2 separate regions of the Sus scrofa genome follow, and region 1 is linked to region 2. The links are chromatin contacts, called in public Hi-C maps. All regions are on one chromosome and are shown on one strand. Each heading gives the region's core, a stretch centred on a gene start, on an enhancer-like site or on the middle of the called end of the contact. The rest is flanking DNA. Distances are from core to core; before and after follow the strand shown.

Region 1 (6,184 bases), core at 2,734-5,233, 340 kb after region 2:
GACGTTCGTCTCTGCAGGCAGTAGTTTTGCTCAGACCACTGTTTTTTCTGCCCAACGTGAGCCTCCACATTCCGGGGGGGTGTCCACAGCAGGTGTCTAAGGTGAACAGCCAGATGTGAAGGTTGGGGGGGGTCTGTCTCCATCCTCCTGGGAACCTATCACTTTAATAACACCAGCATTCCAAAAAACTTCAAAGAAGAGTATTTCCAACCTGGAGTTCTTTTTTTTTCTTCTTCTGTTTTTTTTTTCTCATCAGGGCCGCACCAGCAGCCTATGGAAATTCCCAGGCTAGGGGTCAAAGCAGAGCTGCAGCTGCCGGCCTTCGCCACAGCCACAGCAACGCTGGGTCTCAGCCATGTCTGCGACCTACCCCACGGCTTGTGGCAATGCCTGATCTTTAACCAACTGAGTGAGGCCAGGGATTGAATTCACATCCTCGTGGATACTATGTTGGGTTCTCAACCCGCCGAACCACAATGGGAGGTCCCCGACTAGAACGCCATGCCCTCCTCTTGCTGCCACCCAGCCTCTGTCCACCACTGCCGAAGAAAAAGGCAGAGACAGAGTTTTGGGTGAAGGAGAAAAAGAGATGTGTTGCAAAGGGGGCCACAGCAGGCTCGTGCCTTAAAGACTGTGTCCCTCTTGGAAGGGATTCGGAGGTGGTCTTACAGTTTGGGGAACGGAAAATGGGGCTGTGGAGAAGGATCTGGGGAGAAGCAAGCTGGCAGTGACTCTCGAAGCTGGTATTGAGTGGTCCCCAGGAATGGTTTTTGTGCCCCACCTTTTTCCCGAATGAAGAATGCTTCATCAAGTAGTTCATGGATTTGTTGGGGGTTTTAGTTCTGCAGAAAAGCTCAAATATATTATGCATATTCCTTGAGGACTCTGCCCCAAGGCAGCACTATTTTTTTTTTTTTTGTCTTTTTAGGGCCACACCCATGGCATATGGGGTTGAATTGGAGGTGTAGCTGCCAGCCTACACCACAGCCACAGCAACGTCAGACACCCAGGCGGGATCTGTGACCTATGCCGCAGCTCACGGCAACACCAGATCCTTAACCCACTAAGCAAGGCCTGGGATGGAACCAGTGTCCTCATAGATACTAGCTGGGTTCATGACTGCTGAGCCATGACGACAACGATGGGAACTAACCAAGGCTGAGCTATTGCCTCTTGGCTGCTCCTCCAGGGTCCCTGCATCCCCTCCCTTCCTTGATCAGCAAGGGTGTGAATCTGCCCTTTGGAACTCAGGGAAGGTCATGGAAGCTGAGGCTTAGCCCCTAAAACCAGACACGGAGGACACAGAAAGGCACAATTGTGTGCCCAGGAGCCCCACAGGGCACTCGCTCTGTTCTGCTACCAAAGTATCCACCAGAAATGAGAGTACAATAAACACCTCAGACATGTACCCCTTCCAGGAAGCTACCAGTAGACTGACTTCAGCAAATAAGAGCGTAAACCAAAAAGGGATTCCAGGGAGTCCTGTTGTGGCGCAATGCGAACGAATCCAACACGTATCCACGAGGACTCAGTTCGATCCCAAGGCCCTGCTCAGTGGGTCAAGAATCCAGCACTGCCAGGAGCTGTGGTGTAGGCAGCAGACAAGGCTCTGAAAATGATATAGCACTTATGGCTTGAACCTAGCCTAAAGCCGGATTGGGACTTGAACCCACAGGTTTTAAATCAGAATCACCCGGTGTCTGGACTCACTGAGGTCCAGGTTCTTTGTGCCTCCACAGGAGGAATTTGGCCAGAGACAGAGTGATGGCAAGAAACAGATTAATTAAGATGCAACGCTTATGACGGAGTTCCCATTGTGGTGCAGGGGAAATGAATCCAACTGGGAACCATGAGGTTGCAGCTTCAATCCCTGGCCTCGCTCAGTGGGTTGAGGATCCAGCGTTGCTATGAGCTGTGGTGTGGGTCACAGACATGGCTCAGATCAGGAGTGGCTGTGGCTGTGGCGTAGGCCGGCAGCTGCAGCTTCATATCTCTGTGGCTGACTCCAGGGTCGTCTTTTTTTTTTGTCTTTTGTTTTTTTAGGGCCGCCCCTGTGGCATATGGAGGTTCCCAGGCTGGGGGTCTAATCTGAGCTATAGCTGCTGGCCTACACCACAGCCACAACAATGCGGGATCCAGAGCCACATCTGTGACCCACAGCACAACTCACAGCAACACCAGATCCTTAATGCACTGAGCAAGGCCAGGGATTGAACCCCAAACTTCATGGCTCCTAGTCGGATTTGTTTCCGCTGTGCCAGGATGGGGACTCCATCCAGGCTCTTTCTTTAGTCTTGAAACTGGACAGGCATGGGGCCTTGCAGGCCTGCAGTGTGCAGCCCAACAGTGGTCGGTCCCAGGAACTTCCCCAAGTCGTGGGGCGTGACCATCCTCTTGCACCCCATTTCCCCACAACATTTTTATGTATTTTTAATTTTTTTTTTTTGCTTTTATTTTTAGGGCCGCACCTGTGGCATATGGAAGTTCTGAGGGTAGGCATCAAATTGGAGCTGCAGCTGCCAGCCTACACCACAGCAAGCTGGATCTGAGCCTCATCTGCAACCTACACCACAGCTCAGGGCAATGAGGGATCCTTAACCCACTCAGCGAGGCAGAGATCGACCCGCAACCTCATGGTTCCCACTGCACCATGACGGGAACTCCCTGCAATATTTTTTAAAAGGGAAGAGGAAGGTGGTGGACTTGGATTACAGAAATTTAGCCCACTTAATTCTTGGGGAAGAGTGCTTTTGCCTGCCCGCTTATGTCCTTCACAAGAGTCCTATATTAACAAACCCGCTTCTTACCTATCGCTTCCTCTGGTTGAATTCCCTCCACACCAAGGCATAAGGAAACTGAGCTTCAGTGACTCCTGAGATGAGCTGTATGATTTCAAACACAGTCAGGAAAATGTACCTTTGCGGGATGGGCTGGGAGTGAGGAGTTCTTTTAAGAGTCTGGTTCTCTTTGAGCTCACTGGGAAGCCTATAAAAATGTCTAAAATTAATACATCAAAAACTAGCACTTCCAGGAGTTCTCATTGTGGTTCGTTGGTAACAAACCCAACTAGTATCTATGAGGATGCAGGTTCCACCTCTGGCCTCATTCAGTGGGTTAAGGAGTCAGTGTTGCCACAAGCTGTGGCATAGGTTACAGATGCTGCTCTGATCTGGTGTTGCTATGGCTGTGGCATAGGTAGGCAGTGGCAGCGCCGATTGGACCCCTAGCCTGGGAACTTCTATATGCGAAGGGTGCAGCCCTAAAAAAGAAAAAACCAGCACTTCCAGGAGTTATCTTGTGGCACAGAGGGTTAAGGATCCAGCATTGACACTACAGCGGCTCGGGTCACTGCTGTGGCCCGGGTTCATTCCTTGGCCCAGGAACCTCCATATGCTGCAGGTGCAGCCAAACCACACTCCCTCCCCCACCCCCAGCACTCTCTGCTCTCAGGTTTAGAAAGAGGTTGCTGTCCAGGAAAAGATATTAGGGTTGGAAATATTCGCCTCTGGGCAGACTGGCGTAGGACCAATGTTTTTCCCTAAGTCTTCAGTTCTGCGTCAATTAAAACCATGCACTGGGGTTTGTTTGATCCTTGCCAGGAGGAGTGGATTAAAGATCCCACTGCTGCAGCTGTGGAGTAGGTCGCCGCTGAGGCTCGGTTTCCATTCCTGGCCCAGGAACTTCCATAAGCCACGCGTACGGCCGAGAAAAAAAAAAAAAAAAAATGCACTGGCCTTACTCTTATTTTAAAGTAACTCAAATCAAAAGTGTTGGCTGTGACGTCGACTCATCTCTGAACCCTTCCGTCTCCACGGCTGTGACTAAGATTCATCTCGGAACCAATCATGTCTCCACGGCAACCGAACGCGTTTCCGAACCTGGCTGCGTGCGCCACGTAAGGCCAGCGAGGGCGACGCACTCCCAGTTCAGGCCACGCCCCTTCGCGGCGAGGTCGTGGCCGCCTGGTCCGCGCGTCCGGGCCCGCGCGTGCGCGTCTTCGGTAGCTGGGGAGGCCTGGGGCCGTAGTGTCCGCAGGCCCTCCCGGGCACGGGCGCCACGGTGGTGACAGCCCGGAGAGGCGCCGCAGCCCGCAGTCCGCCCCCTCTCCGACGTGCGCGCGCGCCGGCGGACGTGGTCGCGTCCCCTGTCTGGGGCGGCGCAGAGCCCACCCGAATCCTTCCCGCGGAAGCAAGGATGGAGGCCCCTCAGGCTGTCGGGGCGGGGCTGGGTCCGTAGATCCTGCCCACACGCGCACTACGTCACGGCGCCGCGTAGCCTCCTGGGAGTTGTGGTTCAGGCCTGCCCCCCCCGCCGCTGTCTCGGAGCTGCGGACTACAAGTCCCGGCAGGGCTCGCGGCGGCCCTAGACCCTGAAGCGCCGGGGGCTTCGGGTGGCTTCGGCCGGGGGGCTCGGGCTCGGGCTCGGCGCGGCGTGGCGCGGCGGCCTGGCTGGTGGCGGGTTCTGAGCAGTCGAAGCCCGCCGGCCAGGCGTCACACACACTGAGGTCGAAGCTGGCCGGCTGACAGACTCGGCGCTCCTCAGGCCCCCGGAGCCCCTGCGCGGAGCGGGCGGGACGCAAACTTCCGGGCAAGTGAAGGGGTCGACTGGGGCATTGGGACTGGGGCCATGGTCCGGCAGCGGCGAGGGCGGCTTCTCAAAGAAGGGGGACGAATGACAGGGGCGGGGCGCACCCGAGCGAGTGAGGAAGGGTCAGTTAAGGGTGGGCGACCGGCCTGGCCTGTCCGGCCGCGCCCCCCAGGGTGCAGCGCGGGGCCCTGACGTCTGCAGAGCCGAGTCAATCTTCGGCCCCACTCCCGGCGGCCCCAGACCCCAGGGAGCCCTGCAGGGCCGGAGGCAGCCCCCTGGGGCAGCTCCAGGGAATGGGCACGTATATAACGGGGTACTAATTGCGTCTTGGCCTCTTCCCCCCCCCCCGCCCCGCAGGGTCAGATGGCTTAGGGCTTTCGCTGAAGTTCAGCAGGGCTAGAGGCCCTTCCTCACGTCTCCAGGCATCAGAGCTGTAGCGCACTAGTTTCAAGGCGGGGGTGGGGGGGGAGCGACCGTACAGCCAGACAGGTGAGCTGTTGACGAGCTTGGATTCCTTCTGATGCCATGTCAGAGGGGCTTGGGCTTGTTTTTGAGCGTGTATGTGTGTAAGTAAATAATCCTCTCTCTGAGCTCAGAATCAATTGAAGCAGGCAAAGGTACCAGATAGGCTCCCGGGGGGCACCCGCCAGGCTGGGGATGAGGCAGTCTGGTAGTGGGAGCCCTGGCAAACCTGGCCCTTCCTGGCAGGTCCCCTCCTCTGGCCATTTCCCTCTGGCCTGTTGCTCCAGGTGCAACAAGTATCTGAATGCCATGCTCCCGCCCAGGGTAGGTCCTGTGCGGTGCTTGGGTGCCTGAGGGCTCCCATCTGGGTGGCCAGAATTCAGGTGATGCCCACCCTGTACTTCCTGGGGGTCTCCCTCAGCCGGTGTGCTCATACGGTCCACGTAAGGTCTCAGGGCTTTACTCGCTCTTAATGGGCCAGACTCCCTGGGCACCTGGGATTTTCTCCCCAGCCTTAGCCAGAGCTGCCATGGGACAGGAGCCTGTGATTCACCAGGTTTTGCCAGTTGACTGTGCCACATATGGTGTCGATTTAAACAGCATCATCAGCTCAGCTGGAGGTGCAAGGAGAGAAGTGGCAGCCTTTTGTTGAGAGCAGTCTCAGTTCCATGCAACTTTATTTTGCTCAGTAAAGGCAATTGCCAACTTCCTGGCTCAATATGACGTAATCTCTGCAGCTTTTTAAAGTTTTTTTTCTGATAAAATAGTCAAAATAAGGTCAACCCTTTATTTCTATACTGTCTCAACAAGTGCTTTAGAAATAGTTCTGGGGAGTTCCCGTCATAGCTCGGTGGTAACAAACCCGACTCCTATCCATGACGACATGGGTTTGACTCCTGGCCTCGCTCAGTGGGTTAAGGATCTGGGGTTGCTAGCAGTTGTGGTGTAGGTCGCAGATGTGGCTTGAATCTGGCATTGCTGTGGCTGTGGTGTAGGCTGGCAGCTACAGTTCTGATTCAGCCCCTATCCTGGGAACCTCCATATGCCATGGGTGGGGCTCTAAAGGATGCAAAAAAAGAGAGAGAAATAGTTCTGCTTTTCAGAAGCTAGAAGTTTCTTAAGAAAAACTAGTAGG
Region 2 (6,162 bases), core at 2,055-4,554:
CAGGGCAGAGGGTGGCCTCCCAGTGGCCAAGGCTGGACCAAGGTGGGCAGACAAAGAGCGCAGAGCTGGTTCCCCTCCAAAGTGCAGACGAACGCCCACAAGTCCGTCCTTCAAACGGAATCCAAACCGCCCCCGGGGAAGGACAGGACAGGAGAACTCTCCTTGGCAGACACCACCTGAACCAAGCGACCAGGACCAGGTGTGGATGCCAGGTGCCCCTGACACGATGTGGCTAGAGGGTCATCTCACCTCTGGAGTCTTCGTCCCAAAAACCCACACCCCCGTCCAACCATGAGAAAACACATCAGACAAACGCAACATCAGGGACATGCTACAAAAACAGCCAAGCAGCCCTTCTCAAAACTGTCCGGGTCATGAAAAGACAGGATCCTGGCCAGCATCCGGGGCACAAAGAGGACACGGGGGCAGCACATGGCCTGACACCTGGAGTGCAGGGGACAGTAACGGAGCCTCAGTTTCCACAAACGCCCCTTGGTTGGCAACCTCCCTGTGAATCTAAAACCATTCCAAAAATTTTAAAGTTAACTTTTTAAGACACCATTAATAAAATGAACAGGCAAGTCAAAAAATGGGAGCTACCATCCCCAATACATCTATCCGACCAACAGCAAGGGCCTTACAGCTTGACTTTTTTTTTTTTAAAGGCGACAGATTTGACCAGACACTTCAGAAAAGAGGTTGGGGAGGGCGCCAGAGACGGACACACACGCTCGGCACAGCACTCAAGGAGATGCAGGCTGAAGACAAGCCACTGGGCCCCAGAGCACACACGCAGGAAGGCGCTGCTCAGGGTCACACAAGACAGCCCGGAGACCAGCCATCAGAAAATGCCCACCACGCTGTGCGCGGCCAGGGGCACCCCGTGCCCGTGAGCTCTCACACAGAAACAGTGAAGAGCCCTGCCTGCGCTTCTGGCGGGGGCGGGGGAGGGGGGGTCGGGGGCGGCTGGGAAGGTTTACAAGGTTCATCAGCCGGCACAGCTTAGACCAGACGCTGCTCCTCGCAGAACTAGGGGCTGGGAGGCCCAAGGTCAAGGTGCCGGCAGACCCGGCGTCTGGCGAGGGCCCTTCCTGGCCTGCAGACGGCCACCTTCTCACCGTCCTCATGGCCTTTCCTTGGTGTGCGAGCAGGGGTCATGTGAGCGGGGTGTGGGGAGGTCGCTCTGTCTTGCCCCTGCCCTCAGGGCACCGATGCCAGCACGGGCCCCAGCTCACCCCGATCACCTCCCAAAGGCTCCACCTCCAGACACCATCACACTGGGGTCATGGATTTGGGGCGACAGAGCCAATCGGCCCACAACACAGGGGAACCTTTAGGGAAGACAGAACTGTCCTGTCATGATGGGCGTGCAGGTGACAGTTGTACGCCTTTGTCAAAATTGATCAAACGGAGCCTGTGCATTTCATTTATGTGAATTACACGCACTAACTGAATAAATGCAATTCATTTTCTATTTTGAAGATCTCATGGGAGCCAAACAGCTAAGTAATGGAGCACGAGTTTCCACAATGTAATGCAGTTTGGTGAGAATTTACACTGTACTGTGCGTTCTTGCACAGCTCATTCTTCCTTAGAAAAAGTGGTTTCAATGAAGAAGTCACTGTGATTCTGCACAAGTAACACATCACGAAGCGGGTGGAATCACTCTGACCAGTCAACAGGGGCTGGGTGCTGGCTGGACAACCATGTAAACGGGCTCCCTGGTAGGAAGCCTTGCCTGGATGACCACTGCAGGGGGCGGTGGACGCCACATACATACCGCTCCTCCAGGCTTTGCGGCGGCTGTGGCTGGAGAGGGGGGGTCGCCAGCTTTAAAAATCACATGCGCTGGAGTTCCCATTGTGGCGCAGCGGAAACGAATCCAGCTAGGAACCATGCGGTCGCAGGTTCGATCCCTGGCCTCGCTCAGTGGGTTAAGGATCTGGCATTGCCGTGTGCTGTGGTGTAGCTCGCAGACATGGGTCGGATCTGGTGTTGCTGTGGCTGTGACATAGGCTGGCGGCTACAGCTCCAATTAGACCCCTAGCCTAGGAACCTCCATACGCCCAGGGGGTGCAGCTCTAAAAGATGAACAGACCAAAAAAAAAAAAAATCCCATGTGCTGATCTTGTTTCTCCCACTGCCCAGCACAGCACGGGAGGACCTGCTGGATCTCCAGCCCCTCAGGGCAGGTTCCTGCCAGTCACTTTCTCAGCAAGCAAAGGGAGCAATGTGGCTCTCAGGACAAAAGGAGAACTGTGTGTGGCCCTGTTCATTAACATGTTTCTCAACCCGAAAGTCCCATCGTGCTGATGGAGAACCGATGGTGTACACAATCTGACTGGATGCAAAGTCTGTGTACGTGTAGGTGCTCCGTGGACTCCGCAGCCCTGAGAAGGTACTGATGGGAGGACCCCCGGAACTCCCCAGGGGGTTCCTGGCCGTGGGGATGCGGAATTCTCAGTACTGTGGTGACTAGAGATCATTCTTCAAGTGAATTACGCTTACCTTGCAGAACAGGGCGGTGCAGGGAGGGTCCTGGGGTGACCACCCTCCAAGGCACGTTTGCTCTGTCTTTGGGAGACGCACACCGGGGCGGGGTGGAGTGCGCGTGTGCCAGAAGAAACTTTCCGTAAAATTCAGATTTTATTTCCTTCTAGGAGCTTCTGCATTCAGATTATGGCTGAACAAGGCTGCTACGGGGGCGCGGGCTGAGGCGCAGAGGACGAGGCCCAGCGCTACCTCCAGCACCGCGGTGACCCTGAGAACACAGGACAAAGCCGGGCCACCTGAGCGCCCCGCCACCAGGGAGCTGCGTTTGCAGGAGCGCTGTGAGAAGCGCGTCCAAACCCCCCGATCTTAATGAACTTAAACTAGAACGTCAATTAAATCGTTCTGGTGACTACGCACACGAACCCCTGTTGGACGAGGCCTGACACTCCAGTGGCGATCAGCGAGCTGAAATGGGAAACCTCCTGGGACTCGCGGTTCCTCCCGCGCGTCCGGGGCGCCCTGAGCCGGTGGCGGGGCGAGGGGCACAGAGAGAAAGGGCGGCCAAACCCCGCCGCCCTGACTGCCCCGGCGGGACTCCGCACAGCCAGGGCCGCCGCAGTCCCCGCCCCCAGCCAACCCCTAGCCAGCCCCCGCCCGCCCACTCCCGGCCCCTCACTCACCCCTGCGCCCTCCGGGTTCCTCTTTCATACCCCCCGCCCTCCAGGCGGTCGCGCTGTGCCCCCTTGGGACTTGAAGTCTCTCAGCCCGGGTGCCAGGGAGCACAGCTCCCAAACCGGAACTACAACTCCCGGCGGTCCGCGCGAGTCTCCTCCCCCGGAGGGTTCCAGGCCAGAGTTCTCGCGAGATCTGAAGGTTCGCGCGAAGCGACCTGGGAAATGTAGTCTAGGGCCCTAAACATGGCAGCAGAAGTAAGGGAAGGACTACGCCGCCGTCCGGCGTTGCCAGGAGACCAAAGAGCCCTGCAGTCCGAGGCGTCTGCGTTCCGGTTTCCGAAAAGTCGCCCGGGTCTCCTCCGTCAACGCTCGGCTGGACTGCCCGTCGGTTTCCGGCGGAGTAGCGGTTCCGGAGACAGCACAGGGTTCCAGTGGCGCATCCTGGGGAGAGGCGCCGCAGTACCTGGCGACCGCTTCCGCCCTGATGCCAGTCCCGCGCCCGGGCGCGGAGGACGGCTGGCGGGGAAAAGGCCTCTGCGATGTTTGCGTCCTCTCTGGGGGAGGGGTTCCCCAGGAAGTACTCTGTTCCGGGGCTGCCGAGCGCCCCCCTGCGCCCAGTTCTGCCACCTTCGTGACTCATGCCGCTTTCCGGGCGGGCAAAGCCCTTCTCACGGAGAGGGGCGGGGTAGTGGGATACCCGGGGCCCGGTCTGCACCGAGGGACGGACGTGCGGAGCTGGTCCCGGGAGAGGCTTTGCCTAGGGAGAAAAGAGAGTAAAACCACCACCGCCCTTGTGCTTTGTGTATCTTTGGGTGCGGGGACAGGGGGCGGATCTTCCGCAAGGGCGGCTACTGGGAGAGCAGTGCCTGGGCGAGTGAGTCTGAGTGAGAGGCCTGGACCGGGAAGGGCACCCACACAGCAAACTGCTGTCAGCATGGGCGCCTGTAACACTGGCTCTCAGATCTCTCCCCAGCATCCTTATTCAACATGAATAAGGATGGACGGGAAAGAAGTGTGATCTCGGGTTTCTCTGAACTGGTCGGACTGGTTGCTCTGTCCACGAAAGCTCCACCCCGTGACCTTGTGCCTCCCAGGGACTGTGACTGTCCCCCACAGTCAGTCCTAAAGACTGTGGGTGTGGGGTCTAGGTGACAGGACTGTCTGGCATCCTGGACTGGTTTGTCCCAACAGGATGACACAGGGGAATTTCTTTCTTTTTTCTTTTTCTTTTTTTTTTTTTTTCGCTTTTTTTTTTTTAGGGTCACATATGGAGGTTCCCAGGCTAGGAGTCAAATCGGAGCTGCCGCTGCCAGTCTACATCACAGCCACAGCAACGCAGGATTCAAGCCACGTCTGTGACCTACACCACAGCTCATGGCAACACCGGATCCTTAACGCACTGAGCGAGGCCAGGGATCGAACCTGCGTCCTCATGGATGCTAGTCAGATTCATTAACCACTGAGCCACTATGGGAACTGTGACACACGGGAATTTCTGTGTGGTCTCAGGCTCTGCCTCTGAGCCGCCCCAGACAAGAAGAGCAGTGTGTGTCCTGCAGCACTCCTAACTTCTCAGGAAATGGGATCGCAAGTGTGCCGAGGAGAGGGCAGGACCCTGGGAGCGTTGTTTGAGTCGGGTGCAGATAGGGTTAGGGTGTGCAGGGGTGCAGGGCACGAGTGCTATTGGACAGGTGGCTCCAGGCCGCTCCCAGTCCCTGGGCTCCCTGACGACCACAGCTCCCTTCCTGGCTGGCTTCTGTGCAGTTGGTCATCTGGCTGAATCCTGCAGGTTCTCCTCCCCTTCTGGACGCTGCCTCAGGACATTCATCCCAAGTTTGAACACCCTTCAACGGAAATGGAGTATCAGACTCACCGGGCGAGCTACTCTCCAAGTAAGAGCATGGGGCAGGAGGATGAGTCGCTCTGGGTCTTCCCTCCCAGAGGACAGTGGGCCCACGTGGTCGGGAGGAAGCTGGCCCAGTGTGAGCCATCCTCGGGCAGTAGTCCTGCCTCATTGAAGCAGCTCCTCTGGGCTCTGCGCCCACCTGCGCCGTGTCACAGAATTGCTTTGTACGGCTCTGCACCTTTCCACCTTCTTGGTGGTTTTCTGAAGACCAGTGGGAACTTGGTATTTATTGCTGAGCCTTCCTGCTTCAGCCCCAAGTTTCTCTAAGGTCAGGGCATCCATTCATAATGCATCCTCTGATATCAGAGGGTGACCTTTCCGCCAGTGCGTCTCAGTAGCGTCAGACCTGGGCTCCCTGAAAATGCTGCTCAAGAAGCCTGCAGATGAGATGATACGCCTGGGTTCTTGGCTGAGTCTCTGCAGTGCCCCGATCTGGGAGGCACAGGTCAGGGTCAGGGTGAGCTTCCAGTGCGGAGGAGGCTCGGTGCAGGTGGGGGAAAGTCCCCGCGTGGTAGTTGAGGGTTGGTGGACACAGCAAGGCAGGGCGTCGGAGGAGTCATGGGATCTGTTGAAAGCCTGGTGTTTAGAGTTTTTTTCCCCCATGAAGTTCCTGAAATGAACAATACAATTGTCTGCACCTTGTCTCCATGTAACCAGCTGCCCCCTCAACACCTCTGCCTTGAGGTCTCATCCATACTCCACCTGTCGAGGCCCACAGGAACCCCCGCCTCACTAAACTGAGGAAGTGCCCTCTCCTTCTACGTGGTTTTTGTTTGTTTGTTTGCTTTCGGTTTTGTCGAAACGCTTTTTAAAAAATCTATTGAGATGATCATCTGGCTTCTCCTTTTTAGTTTGTTCACGTGGGACCACACTGATTCTCGGATGTTAAACCAGCCTTATGTTCCGAGGAAATCCCATCTGGTCATGATAGGTTATCCTATTGCTGTATTAATTTGCTAAAATTCTCCGAGTTAAGAGTAATTTGCCAGGATGCCTTGTATCTGCTGTGAGGGTCTCGCTGTCCTCAGACTAGGCGGGAAGCTCACCTCCTCTTCACTGTGGACCAGCCAGCAGATACTTGGTCTCATC

Evidence for each region. A called contact is a pair of places that touch in the nucleus more often than the background predicts.
Region 1: a Hi-C map of liver shows a contact between it and region 2, with 4 times the contacts expected there. The contact joins the promoter of MIB2 here to the promoter of RNF223 in region 2. A contact is called at or near these places in 2 of 47 Hi-C or Micro-C datasets (heart right ventricle and liver).

Annotation. Positions count from the first base shown.
Region 1 is chr6:63,783,217-63,789,400 of Sscrofa11.1, forward strand. MIB2 (E3 ubiquitin-protein ligase MIB2) reads left to right here and starts at 3,984. Exons shown (of 20, transcript XM_021097467.1): 1 at 3,984-4,587. It overlaps LOC102160306, which reads right to left. Exons shown (of 5, transcript XM_021097587.1): 3 at 3,879-4,604; 4 at 2,808-2,985; 5 at 1-96. The coding sequence ends at 2,808.
Region 2 is chr6:63,441,453-63,447,614 of Sscrofa11.1, forward strand. RNF223 (RING finger protein 223) reads right to left here and starts at 3,305. Exons shown (of 9, transcript XM_021095183.1): 1 at 3,174-3,305. It overlaps LOC106509643 (a long non-coding RNA gene), which reads left to right and starts at 3,413. Exons shown (of 3, transcript XR_002344844.1): 1 at 3,413-3,551; 2 at 4,957-6,162.